Linked DNA regions of Mus musculus: region 1 is linked to region 2. Evidence: chromatin contacts called from public HiChIP or PLAC-seq data. All regions are on one chromosome and are shown on one strand. Each heading gives the region's core, a stretch centred on a gene start, on an enhancer-like site or on the middle of the called end of the contact. The rest is flanking DNA. Distances are from core to core; before and after follow the strand shown. Region 1 overlaps Atf6 (activating transcription factor 6). Region 2 overlaps Atf6 (activating transcription factor 6).

What was found. HiChIP or PLAC-seq counts read pairs in DNA pulled down with a chosen protein or histone mark.
Region 1: a contact with region 2 is called in an H3K4me3 HiChIP or PLAC-seq map of bone marrow-derived macrophages, with 2.7 times the contacts expected there. The contact joins two enhancer-like sites. A contact is called at or near these places in 3 of 484 Hi-C or Micro-C datasets (centroblasts, nephron progenitors and ventricular fibroblasts) and 4 of 115 datasets of contacts at active chromatin or transcription factors (bone marrow-derived macrophages, cardiomyocytes, kidney and 1 more).

What each region holds. Positions count from the first base shown.
Region 1 is chr1:170,791,921-170,797,602 of GRCm38.p6, forward strand. It overlaps Atf6 (activating transcription factor 6), which reads right to left. Exons shown (of 16, transcript NM_001081304.1): 11 at 2,737-2,850; 12 at 2,037-2,136. Among named protein-coding and RNA genes, the nearest start is that of Gm25235, 38 kb to the right of the region's middle. Within about 2 kb of position 4,026, at least 71 of the 459 cell types and tissues checked have an H3K27ac peak or open chromatin away from gene starts, as enhancers often do. A contact at or near this core is called in bone marrow-derived macrophages and centroblasts, where this site is marked.
Region 2 is chr1:170,707,844-170,713,811 of GRCm38.p6, forward strand. Atf6 (activating transcription factor 6) reads right to left here. Exons shown (of 16, transcript NM_001081304.1): 16 at 1-2,244. The coding sequence ends at 2,036. Among named protein-coding and RNA genes, the nearest start is that of Gm23523, 41 kb to the right of the region's middle. Within about 2 kb of position 1,373, at least 87 of the 459 cell types and tissues checked have an H3K27ac peak or open chromatin away from gene starts, as enhancers often do. A contact at or near this core is called in bone marrow-derived macrophages and centroblasts, where this site is marked.

The sequences.
Region 1 (5,682 bases), core at 2,776-5,275, 87 kb after region 2:
AAAAAGCTGCCACCGAAGGCAACAGGCTAGAAAAGCCCATTCTGGGCAATCACAGTCACAGACCCTCAGAAGGCTCAACATGAGCTCAACTATGCTTCTAAACATATTATGTACTGTTTCCAAATAGACAGTTAAGCTTGCTCACCCAAACACAGTCATTCTCATTCATTCTCTCTCTCCCTCTCCCTCTCCCTCTTTCTCTCTCCCTTTCCCCACCTCTTACCCCAACCTGAGGCAGAGTTCCACTCTAGTTCTCCAACCCAAACTGGCTGGGAATTCACTATGTAGCCCAAGATGGCCTAAAATTCAGATGCAAATTACTGTCACATCCTTCCTTCAACCCGGCTTCCCTTTCTTTCTTTTTATGACAGGGTCTCACTACGTTGCCCTGGCTGGCTTAGAACTTGTGTAGACTAGGCTGGCCTCAAACTCATGAATACTGCCTGCCTCTTTCTCCTGCCCTTCAAGAGCTAGGATATAAGCCAAGTGCCACCATGTGAGTACCACCATGCTCAGCAAGATGTTTCTATTAGCACCTATGGCAAGCAGGGAAAGCAGATGAAATTTTTTTCCATCCTAAAACCAAACCTTCTTCTTGACTCTTATTCTCTATCCCCATCCCTGGAGAATTCTCTGCAGCAATTACTGCCACTTTTCTGTTACCATCCCACGTTCCCTTCCCTGGGCTTCTGTCATCACAGACACAGTAAAAGAGGCTCCAGGGTCTCCGGGGGGTTCGAATGGTGAGATTTAATAGTAACTGTCTTCACTGTCCCATAGCCTGTCGGCTTGGATGGGAGCCACACTGCCCTTTCTTGTCCTCCATCTTGCTGTCCAGACACCAAGGGAGGTCTTTGTAGCCCACACATGTGCAATGCCTTGCACTAGTTTATCACACTCTCTCTCCTCTTCAGTTTCACATTGGGAAGTAGCACCCCAAATTAAATATTTAGCCTCAACTTCTCTCCTACGGTCCAGACTTGGATATGTGGCTGTCTTCTGGACTTCTTCAACTGACTGTCTAAAATCTGTATCTAAAGCTCTTAACTCCTGTCTCTAACTCCTCCCCCAGTTTCTGTCTCTATAAATGGCATCAGTATTAATCCAGCACCTAAGACACAGAAATTATCACCAATTCCTTTTTATTTTATAGCAGCAATTCCTTAACAGTTTTACTTTCAAATATATTTAGGTCTCCATTCCTTCCTACCCCTTCATATCTAACACAGAAGAATAGACCCAAAGATCTCCTCCCATCTAGACCACTGGAATGCAGTTTACCTGACCTGCCTACACCCACTCCCACTCCCCATCAGTCTGCTTTGTGTAGCACCTAGAATGATCATTTTTGTTTCCTCTTTCTTTTTCATTTTTAGGCAAAGTCTCACTATATATTTCAGGCTAGCCTGGAAGTCAACAATCCTGCTCCCAAATTCACTAATGAGCTCTACCAGTCCTAGCCAAAAAGACTTTTCAAATATATAAATCAGATCAAGTCATTCCCCTCACCAAATAGTGGTGTCCTTCATGCCTAGAATGAAATCTGAAGTTCAGACCAGAGCCCTAGCGTTCGCTAAGCTCTCTCAGATCTGACCACTCTCCCCTCAGTCACAGCAACCCCCAGCTTTACTCAACTTCTTGAGCTTCTGTAAATATGCAAACTGATCTGTCCTGGGGCTTCAACATTTGCATTTACATTCCCTGGCCTGGAAGCTATTTCATTGTGATTCCTCCTAAAGCCTAGAGCTATGAAGTAAGAGATGACTTTCTATCTCATCCAGCTACAAAGACGCTGAGGCTGTTCTAACAGCCAGAGTTAATGACTTTGATACAGTACCCTGCCTGCTAGAGAGAGAGAGAAGAGAGACGGAATGGGAGTACAGGAAGCAGCAGCAATGGCTGCGGCATCAGAAGCAGCCACAGTGAGAAGTAAATGAGGCTGAAGTTCCCAAATCTCCCAGGGAAGAAAGCAAGTCCCCTGGGAGGGGATCCCCAGAGCCTGAACTGTCATTTCTTCAGACACAAGCAGAACCGACCTGGAGAATGCGGGCTTTCTGTTGGCTATTTGTCATTCTTCTAGATTTGGTCCTTTCCACTTCATGTCTATGAACCCAGCCTCGAAGTTCATGGTTCAACCTATAAAACAAAGTAATCAAATATATTTGATAGTAGTTAACTGGCTTATTCTTTTGTTGAAAATTAATTTAATTGTTCTATAGGACCCAAAGAACAGCCCAACATATCTGACTACATTACAATGCTTTTTGATTTAATTTGAAAAAAAAGAAAACTAAGACATTTAATACTTTTTTTTAAATTTTGAATAAGACATGGATTGTTATAAGGTAACCTCCTCAATCATAAGTTCAAAATTCAGAGAAATAATGGAATATATGTCCAGAATAACATAGTCAGATATCACCTTCCTAATTAAAAAAAAAAAAAAAAAAAGGATATTATCTGCTGAGAATATTAAGTCCACAAGTCTAGCCTTACCCTAAATTTTAACATTCACTTCATCCTTTCATTCAAACAAGACCCACCTAAGCAGATGACCATCACAATGAATGGACCCATCACCATCGCTACCTGGACAATTGTTATCCTGGCTTGCAGTTATCCAATGCAAGTCAGATTCTCTTGGCCTCTTACTAAAGCTGAAGAAATGCTTTGCTAAGTTTGAAGTTTGCCATGGGAGGCCACTCGGTAGTTTCTGCACCAGTCCACACCCGTTACCTGAGAGACTCTGTTGTGTTAATCAGGGGTTGACATGGAGGTGGAGGCATATAAAGCAATGGCTCTTCACTTAGCACCATTAAAGCTTTGTCATTGGACACAGAGTGATCATAGCTGAAACAAAGACAGACAAAAATCATTTCCTTGTATCATAAATTTTATAAAGCTTACTACTGTCAGTTTTCATTAAAATAAACATATACCAAATTAAACATGTTGTAAGATTGAAATGAACATAACAGAAAGAATTAAATATAAACCATATGGTGGACTGTCATTCTCTCAGTTTCTAAGAGCTGGCAGAGTAATTCACATTTGCTTAGCTACTATTTACTGGGCAGCACCTGCTGTGTGTGAATTCAATAAACTTCCCTATTGCTGGAGTGGAGGAGAAATTAATTGAGTTAGCAGTCGACAGGAAAAGACATGATTGTTATATGACAAGGCTACAGGTTTGTGGTCATTTGCCATACTGTGTCAACAAACTCAGTCTCTCCAAGCAAGTTTGTGTGAAGTGGGGGTAGAGGAAGACCTAAAATGTTTGGCAGGAGAAAAATGACAAAGTTGAAAAGCTGGACAAAAATTTTAAAACCATGGATGACCTTGAATCACTAACAAAACACTAAATGACAATGACTAGTTACTCAATAACTTAAAAAGTACACGTTTGTCCCTTTGCTACTGTTTTATGTCACATGATTCCTACCTAGAGTACGAGTTGAAAATCAGATTATGAACCAGGACCATTTACTACTGTGTACATCCTTCAGTCTGTATCTTAATCTAGCTCACTAAGAAATCTTCTGTATTTTTTTATAAGATACTATGAATTTACAAATTGGGTATGCTAAAATACAAAAATATATATATATATACAAGTGAACATGGTAGGCTTCATGCTTTTTACTTATTCATTCAATATTTGTGGAGCGGCACCTATGTGCTGGGTAACCCAAGAGAGAGCAACAGTCTATTCTCAAAGAGCTAACAGGAAAAGCAGAGCAAACCCAAGAGAACAAATGCATAAAATACAGCAAAACCATATTAACTGTTGTAAAAGCAGCACAGGACTCAAACAGCAAAGTATGCAGGATCTACTTCAGATAAAACTAGGGAAAGGATCATAGATGGCAAGGCTAAAAGACAAGAGGAAACCAGCTGCGCAGAAACTAGGGGAAGAGTATACGAGACAAAAGCAAGTGAGAAAAAGACTCAGAAGGAAAGCTGCTGAAGAGCTCTGGGCACGTGGGACAGACAGAAGAGGAAGTCAGGAAGCCAGAGTCCGGCTCATAATTAGGACTTGCTGAATAAAAGGGAAGTTACTAAGTGAGAAGTGAGATACCTCAACTTATCCTTAAGCCTGAGAATTGTACCAAAACCAAATATTAGTTAAATATGGAAAAGAAAAAAGTCAAGACATGACTGGGTATGTGAGCATGTGTATGAGAAGTCCGATCTGTGAACGGAAATTTGAGAATCACCCGTGTTTACGCATCTGGAGGCTGTGGTACAGATGAGTCACTTTAGCAGGACATAAACAGAGTTCACAGCTTTAAAGCTTGGGATCTGGACAAAGGAGAAGCTTACAAGGAAAATCAGAAAGGAAGAAGGAAGACTGAGTGGGCAGGATAAGCTTGCACACAGGAGGCGAAGGCAGGAGATCACAAGTTCAAAGCCAGCATGTGCTACAGAGCAAGAGTTTGTCTCAATTATCCAGGGGCAAGGAAATACCACAGTGGTAGAGTACTTGCCTATTCAAAGCCCTGCACGGAATCCCTAATACTACGAACAGCAGCCAGTCAAAAAAGGAAGGAAAGAAGGAAGGAAGGGAGGGGGGAGGGAGGGAGGGAGGGAGGGAGGGAGGGAGGGAGGGAGGGAGGGAGGGAGGGAGGGAGGGAGGGAGGGAGGGTAAAAACTCTAACAATGCAGAAGGAAAAGTCTTTTAGGGAGTGACTCACTTAGCCAAGATTTGCCACAATGAACACATGCCCCCCAAGTCACCCTCAACACACAACTAATTTCAGAATAAAAGTAATGATTTCTGAGTATGGCACACATGAGAGAAAAGAAGTGGAAGCTAAAGTTATATGGAACACACACACACACAGGTTATTTGAAAATCACACCTGCATACTTAATAATACCAGGAATTCCAAAATTGATTTCAAAACTGTATTTTTGACCTGTAATTTTCTCTCCATATGATTAATCTCTAGCAATGATTTCTGCATACCTGGGCTGGTTAGCTTTGTTCTAACAGCTAGAAATACAGAGAAGAAAACTATCAGGTAGGAGAAATGCAAGGGTAGACAGGACAGGGTTAGAGGAAGAAAAGAAGGGGAGAGTCTAAGCGAGCATGCAATCTGGAGACAATCAGACCCTATTAACCCAAAGACAGTCAGAGATCCAGGCTCTCTGCAAGCCGTCCTATACAGATAAAAGAAATTTCAGCAAATAAATCACTACAGGAAAGAGCAATGCTGGAAGCTAGAGTTGATGAGAATTCCTAAAGACACTGTGGCCGATGCCTCAAGCGGAAACCACCCTTTCCTGTTTACTAGAAGACAACTGTGATTTAAGCCTGATGCCCTATGTCCTGAGGTAAAAATTAATACCAGCTCTCACTATACTACTATTCTTTCATAAAAGTGTCCCATTTGGCTGATAAGTTATACTATTAAAAATACAGATATGAATATATACAGATATACTTCTAACACTGAAAAAAATCTGTGCAACTGAAATTTGCTAGTGGTAATATGCTAATAACAAACAAATACATGGTTGAACAATAGGATTATAATCTATCCTTCCATTATTTAAACCATAACTCTCCTAAACTGAAACAAAATGAGGCATTTAAAAATACAGGTGATGATATAGAAAACTTGAACAGGCCCATAGCAAGTAAGAAAACTGAATTTGTTATAAAGTCCACACACCCTC
Region 2 (5,968 bases), core at 123-2,622:
TGAGCAGTCCTCCCCAGCTCCTTGGATCCCTGACCTGTGCTGTGGCCACCTTAACTTCTGTCTGCTCTTTGGCTGTGCCTTCCAACGGTCATCCCCACTGTTACCTGTAGGAGAGGCATCAGCCTTAGCAAACGTGACACTATTGAGGTCTTTGATCTGAGGCACTGGTACACTGGAGTCACTGCAGATTCTATTCGTGTCTCAGCAGATCAGCATCAGGAATGCGTGTGCTGCCTCTGTCCACAGCCACAGTCACATCCTCGTGTTGAGCTGCTTCACAGGCAGGAAGGACATGGCCACAGGGTAGCCCACCTCCCCCACAAATGGCTACTCCTAAAGGTACTCCATGTATTTGGTATCTTCTCCTTGGCACCCATTAGAGGACCAGCCCCCGGGACAAACAGGTCTTGTCTGAAAATCACCCGAGAGCCAATCAGGATGGACTGCGGCACTGAATTCAGCAAGAATGGCCCTGCCCTGAAAACATCTCACCTTAGCTTAGATGGCAGCAGTGCTGTCCAGGGAACAGTTGTTGGTGAACAGTGCCAGGCATAATGGGGCCACAGGCAAAAGATGACCTGACTGTGTGTCACTCCTTGTAGAGAGAAGAGGACTTAGCCGCCATTGTGCTTACTGGAATGGGACCACCTGACAATGGCAAGCCAGCTGGGAAGAGTCTATGAGAACCTGCTGAAATCCTGGGAAGGGAGGCAGCACATGACTGACATGAGTCCTGGCATCCATTTCTGTGAACTTGTAACGTACAATGTACAGTGCAATAGAAATGTGGCTGCTTGCTATGGTGAAGGAAGCAGGCAAAATACAATAAAATATATGTGAACATAACTTTGCTTTTTGTTTGTATTTGTTTATTTACTCATTTATTCATTCATCTATTTTTTGAGGTGGGTTCTTTATATAGCTTTAGCTGTCCTGTCCTGGAATTTGAAATGTAGGCCAGGCTGATATCAAACAAAGCCTGCCTTTCCTTCCAAATGGTGCTAGGATTAAAGCCATGTTCACAGCCATAGCAACAACAAAGAGAGCTTAATTCCTTTATCATCTTTCCACTGGAAAAACTGAGAACTTCACCATACTGTGCTGCAGCTTCTCTGGGAAGCCATGCTTGCTCTGTGCACTGTTGGTCCTTAAGGGAAACTCTCTAGTCTTGCTTAAGCCTAGTGACCTCCAAGTCCCTTTGCTGAGTCTGGTTTCACAGGAGTATGCTCTGGGCTGAGGGTCCACAATGAGAGGCAAGCATGTGCCCTGAGATCTTTGAAGATCTCTGCTGATTAGCCGAGTTCCAACACTGAGGGTGGCTATAGCTCTGAGCTTACCGAGGCCACAGGAACTCTGTGTTTAAATACATATGAAAATGGAGTCACTTCCCCTTACATTCCACCACTGGCCTTCCCTTCCCTTGTCTCCAGTGTGTGGCTCACTCTGTGACCCCCACAACAGTTATTTGTCCAGGGCTGAACCACAAATCACAAGTAAAAATAAACTCTTACCAACTGGAGATAATCCCTTTACCCAAACTCTAAACTGTTTTGACTCTTTGTGGGATGTTTTTGGCTGCTCGGTTTTTTGAAATGTGTTTTCTCAAGTATAACATTCAGAATGGATTTGAACCAAAGGAGAGAGAAAGCCAATTGGTGGAAACCACATGAGCATGTGTTCTAAAGCTTTAAATACAAATCTCTTTACTGCACCAGGAAGTGCAGTGGACAGAAGAGGAAGTGGGTCTGACCTGAAGGAAGATAACTGAGAACCAAACACACATTGAGAAAAGCACTAAAGATGACACAGCAGAACCAACACCAGGCGACACTGCCCACAGGGCTGCACTGCCACCAGAGAATTGCTCGCTAGCATGTTCCACCCCACTGGGTGGACGGTGACAAGCAGCGCACTTCCTGTTCTCTCTTCCTCTTCCCCTGGAGTTGCGTACAAGGCAAGTCTCTGCTTGCCGAAGAGGCAGAGAGCAGCATCTTCACCAGCTCTTCAGTCTCTGCTGTCCAGCGCAGCTCGGGCACTACTGCAACGACTCAGGGATGGTGCTGACCACATGGGTCGTCTCTGTGGTTGTTGGAGGGGAACCAAAGAAGGTGCTGGTTTGGTTCCGCTGATGATCCCGGAGATAAGGGGGAACCGAGGAGCTTTTGATGTGGAGGATCCTGGTGTCCATCACCTGACAGTCAATCTGCATCATTACTTCATAGTCCTGCCCATTGATCACATTATCTGCAGAGGAGCAGACACAGGATTCAACAGAGGGTTCAGGGTGGGAGCAGTCAATACACTTGCAAGGCTACAGAGCTTTATCAGCTTCTGCATCTGCGTGCCAATATGCCCTGCCCTTTCCTCAACTTAGTTCTCCAAGAGTCTTCACTGGTTCAGTAAGAGCTGTACCCTTCCCTCAACCTGTGGAGACTGATACACAAGAAAACTGAGGAGGAGGAAGAAACCTATCCCATCATCCCAACAAAGAAGAAATACTAAGGCCCTATGTCTTCTGCTCATCACATTCCCTACTGAAATCCCTTGCACTTTTGTGCATTAGTTGTTCATCTGAGGCCACTGTCTCCACAGGATTTCCTCTACATCTCAGCCTCAAACCCTATCGTTTCTTTCTTACTCCTACTTCCCTCCTCTTCTCTTTCCCATCCCCTCATTTCACTACTTAGATACTCACACCCTCAAGTTTCCTAACAGGTACCCTACTTCTATTGTCACTAAACCTTCTGGGGACAGTGAACATGACCAGCATCCAAGAATGCTGATATGTCTTCTGAAAACCAAAACATGGGCAGGAGGAGGTGACTTAGAGCCTAAGGGCAGAGACTATATTTACTCAGTAAAATTATAGCCAGAGAAGGAAATGGATATTCAAATATGTGAGCCATTGCCCCAAAGGGATATGACCAGAGAACCTTTCAATGGCGTATCATAGTTAAACTACGATGCTGTCTTGTTTTTCTTTGTTTGTTTTTTTTTTTTTTTCCTGTTGCTGGGATAAAAGACCCTGACCAAGGAACCTGAAGAAAGGATGTGTTTATTCTGGCCTCTCCACCAAGGAGAAGAAGTCAAGATGGCAGAAGCTTGATGAAGCTGGTGGCCTTACATCCACAGCAGGAACCAGACAGAGGTGGACGCTGCTACTGCTCAGCCCCTGCTCTCCATTTGCATAGTTGAGGAGTCCAGCCAGGGAACAACTCCATCCCTAGTGTGCCATCCTACCTCTAGTAAAGCAATCACGAAATCTCCCATGTGCTTGCCCAAAGGCTCATCTCCCAGATTATTCTAGATTCTGTCAAGTTAACAATTAACACTAACTGCTCCAAATGCCAGAAGTATAAAGCTAAGAAACAATATTAGAAGGCATAATGGAAAAAGTTGATGCATATACAATGAAGATATATCAGAATAACTTTAGATTTGTTAGCAACCTTAGAAGCTAAGAAAGCATGGAATGAGATACTTCAAGCCCTAACCATAAATAATACCAAGCAAGAACACTGTACGCAATAAGCTATTTCCTGACATCTCAAGATGAGCACAAAGTAAAGTAATTCCTGATAAGGAAGCTGGCATTGCAGAACTCACTTAAAGACTACACAAGGCGGAAGGAAAAAGACAGTCTTATTCATGAACCAAAGCAGAGATGAGAAGCAATTCATTATGCATGACACAGGAAACTAGCAAACCCCTAATATTAACAGGAGGAAAAAAATTACCAATAATTCAAACAGCCAGAACAACTGCTAACAACCATTGGAAATAGCAAGCATCTCTCAATTATAACCTTAAAAGCAATAACTTCAACTGACCATTGAAAATAATACAAGTTGACTGCATTAAAAAACAAACTTATTTCCCGTCTCCAAGAAATAACTTACTGGCAACGTTATCCACAAACTAAGAGTCAAAGGTAGAATCAGCCCTCCTAGCAAATATCAACAGGCTAGCAGAGCTGGTAGAGCAGGACTCCAAACAAAACCTACTCAGAGGAAAAGCCCAGGACACATGAACAAAGGGACCGCGTCGGCGATCACACATCAGAACAAATGTGATTTCATTTCAGGGATACAAGGCTGGTTCGGCATATGCAAATCAACAAATGTGCCGCAGCACATGAACAGACTTAAAGACAGAAATGGGTTAATCACCTCAGGACACACTGAAAGGGTTTCTGGAAAAGTTCTACATGCCTTCAGAATAGCTTAAAGAAACCAGGAACAGACCAAACATATCAAGGCAACATATAGCAAACCTACAGTCAACATTAAAGGAGCAGGGAACGTTTCCTCTAAAATCTGGAAGGATACAATGGTGCCTTCTTCCTCCTCTCATTCAAAAGAATGCTCAAAGTCAGCTAGAGCAGTAAGAGATGAAATAAATGGGATATAACAGCAAAGTACGAAGTAAACTGACCCCATTTTCAGGTGACATCATTCTGCACTTAAAGGAAACCATGGTTCCACTTCTTAAGATACACCGAAGCTGGGAAACACTTTTTTTTTTTTTTTTTTTTTTTCCGAGACAGGGTTTCTCTGTATAGCCCTGGCTGTCCTGGAACTCACTTTGTAGACCAGGCTGGCCTTGAACTCAGAAATCCACCTGCCTCTGCCTCCCGATGGAAACACTCTTAAATCTCTGTTTTTAGCAAAGTGCCAGAACACAAAACCAATATGTTAAAAATCAGTAGTTTTCCTACATACCAACAATTAATTTGCCAGGAAAGAAATTAGAATCAATTATTCCATTCAAAACAGCCCCAGTAACAAGAAAGCCCCTAGGAATGTGTCTAACCAAGGAGATAAAGGAACTTTAAAATGAAAATTTTAAGGCACTAAAGAAAGAAACTATTCCACTGATCTACCTGTCTGTCGCTGTACCAGTACCATGCAGTCTTTTATCACAATTGCTCTGGAGTACAATTTGAGATCAGACATGGTGATTCCCCCAGAGGTTCTTTTATTGTTGAGAATAGTTTTTGCTATCCTAGGTTTTTTGTTATTCCAGATGAATTTGCAAATTCCCCTTTCTAACTCTGTGAAGAATTGAGTTGGAATTTTGATGGGGATCGCATTGAATCAGTAGATTGCTTTTGGCAGGATAGCCATTTTTACTATATTAATCCTGCCAATTCATGAGCATGGGAGATCTTTCCATCTTCTGAGATCTTCTTCGATTTCTTTTTTCAGAGACTTGAAGTTCTTATCATACAGATCTTTCACTTCCTTAGTTAGAGTCACACCAAGGTATTTTATATTATTTGTGACTATTGAGAAGGGTGTTGTTTCCCTAATTTCTTTCTCAGCCTGTTTATCTTTTGTGTAGAGAAAGGCCACTGATTTGTTTGAGTTAATTTAGACAGGTAGATCAATGGAATAGAATTGAAGACCCAGAAATGAACCCACACACCTATGGTCACTTGATCTTTGACAATTGAGCTAAAACCATCCAATGGAAAAAAGACAGAATTTTCAACAAATGGTGCTGGCTTAACTGGTGGTTATCATGTAGAAGAATGAGAATTGATCCATTCTTATCTCCTTGTACTAAGCTCAAGTCTAAGTGGATCAAGGAGCTCCTCATAAAACCAGAGACACTGAAACTTATAGAGGAGAAAGTGGGGAAAAGCCTCGAAGATATGGGCACAGGGGAAAAATTCCTGAAATCAATGGCTTTGAACTCAGAAATCCACCTGCCTCTGCCTCCCGATGGAAACACAATCAATGGCTTGTGCTGTAAGATTGAGAATTGGCAAATGGGACCTCATAAAATTGCAAAGCTTCTGTAAGGCAAAGGACACTGTTAATTACACAAAAAGGCCACCAACAGATTGGGAAAGGATCTTTACCAATCCTAAATCAGATAGGGGACTAATATCCAATACATATAAAGAACTCAAGAAGATGGACTCCAGAAAAACAAATAATCCTATTAAAAAATGGGGCACAGA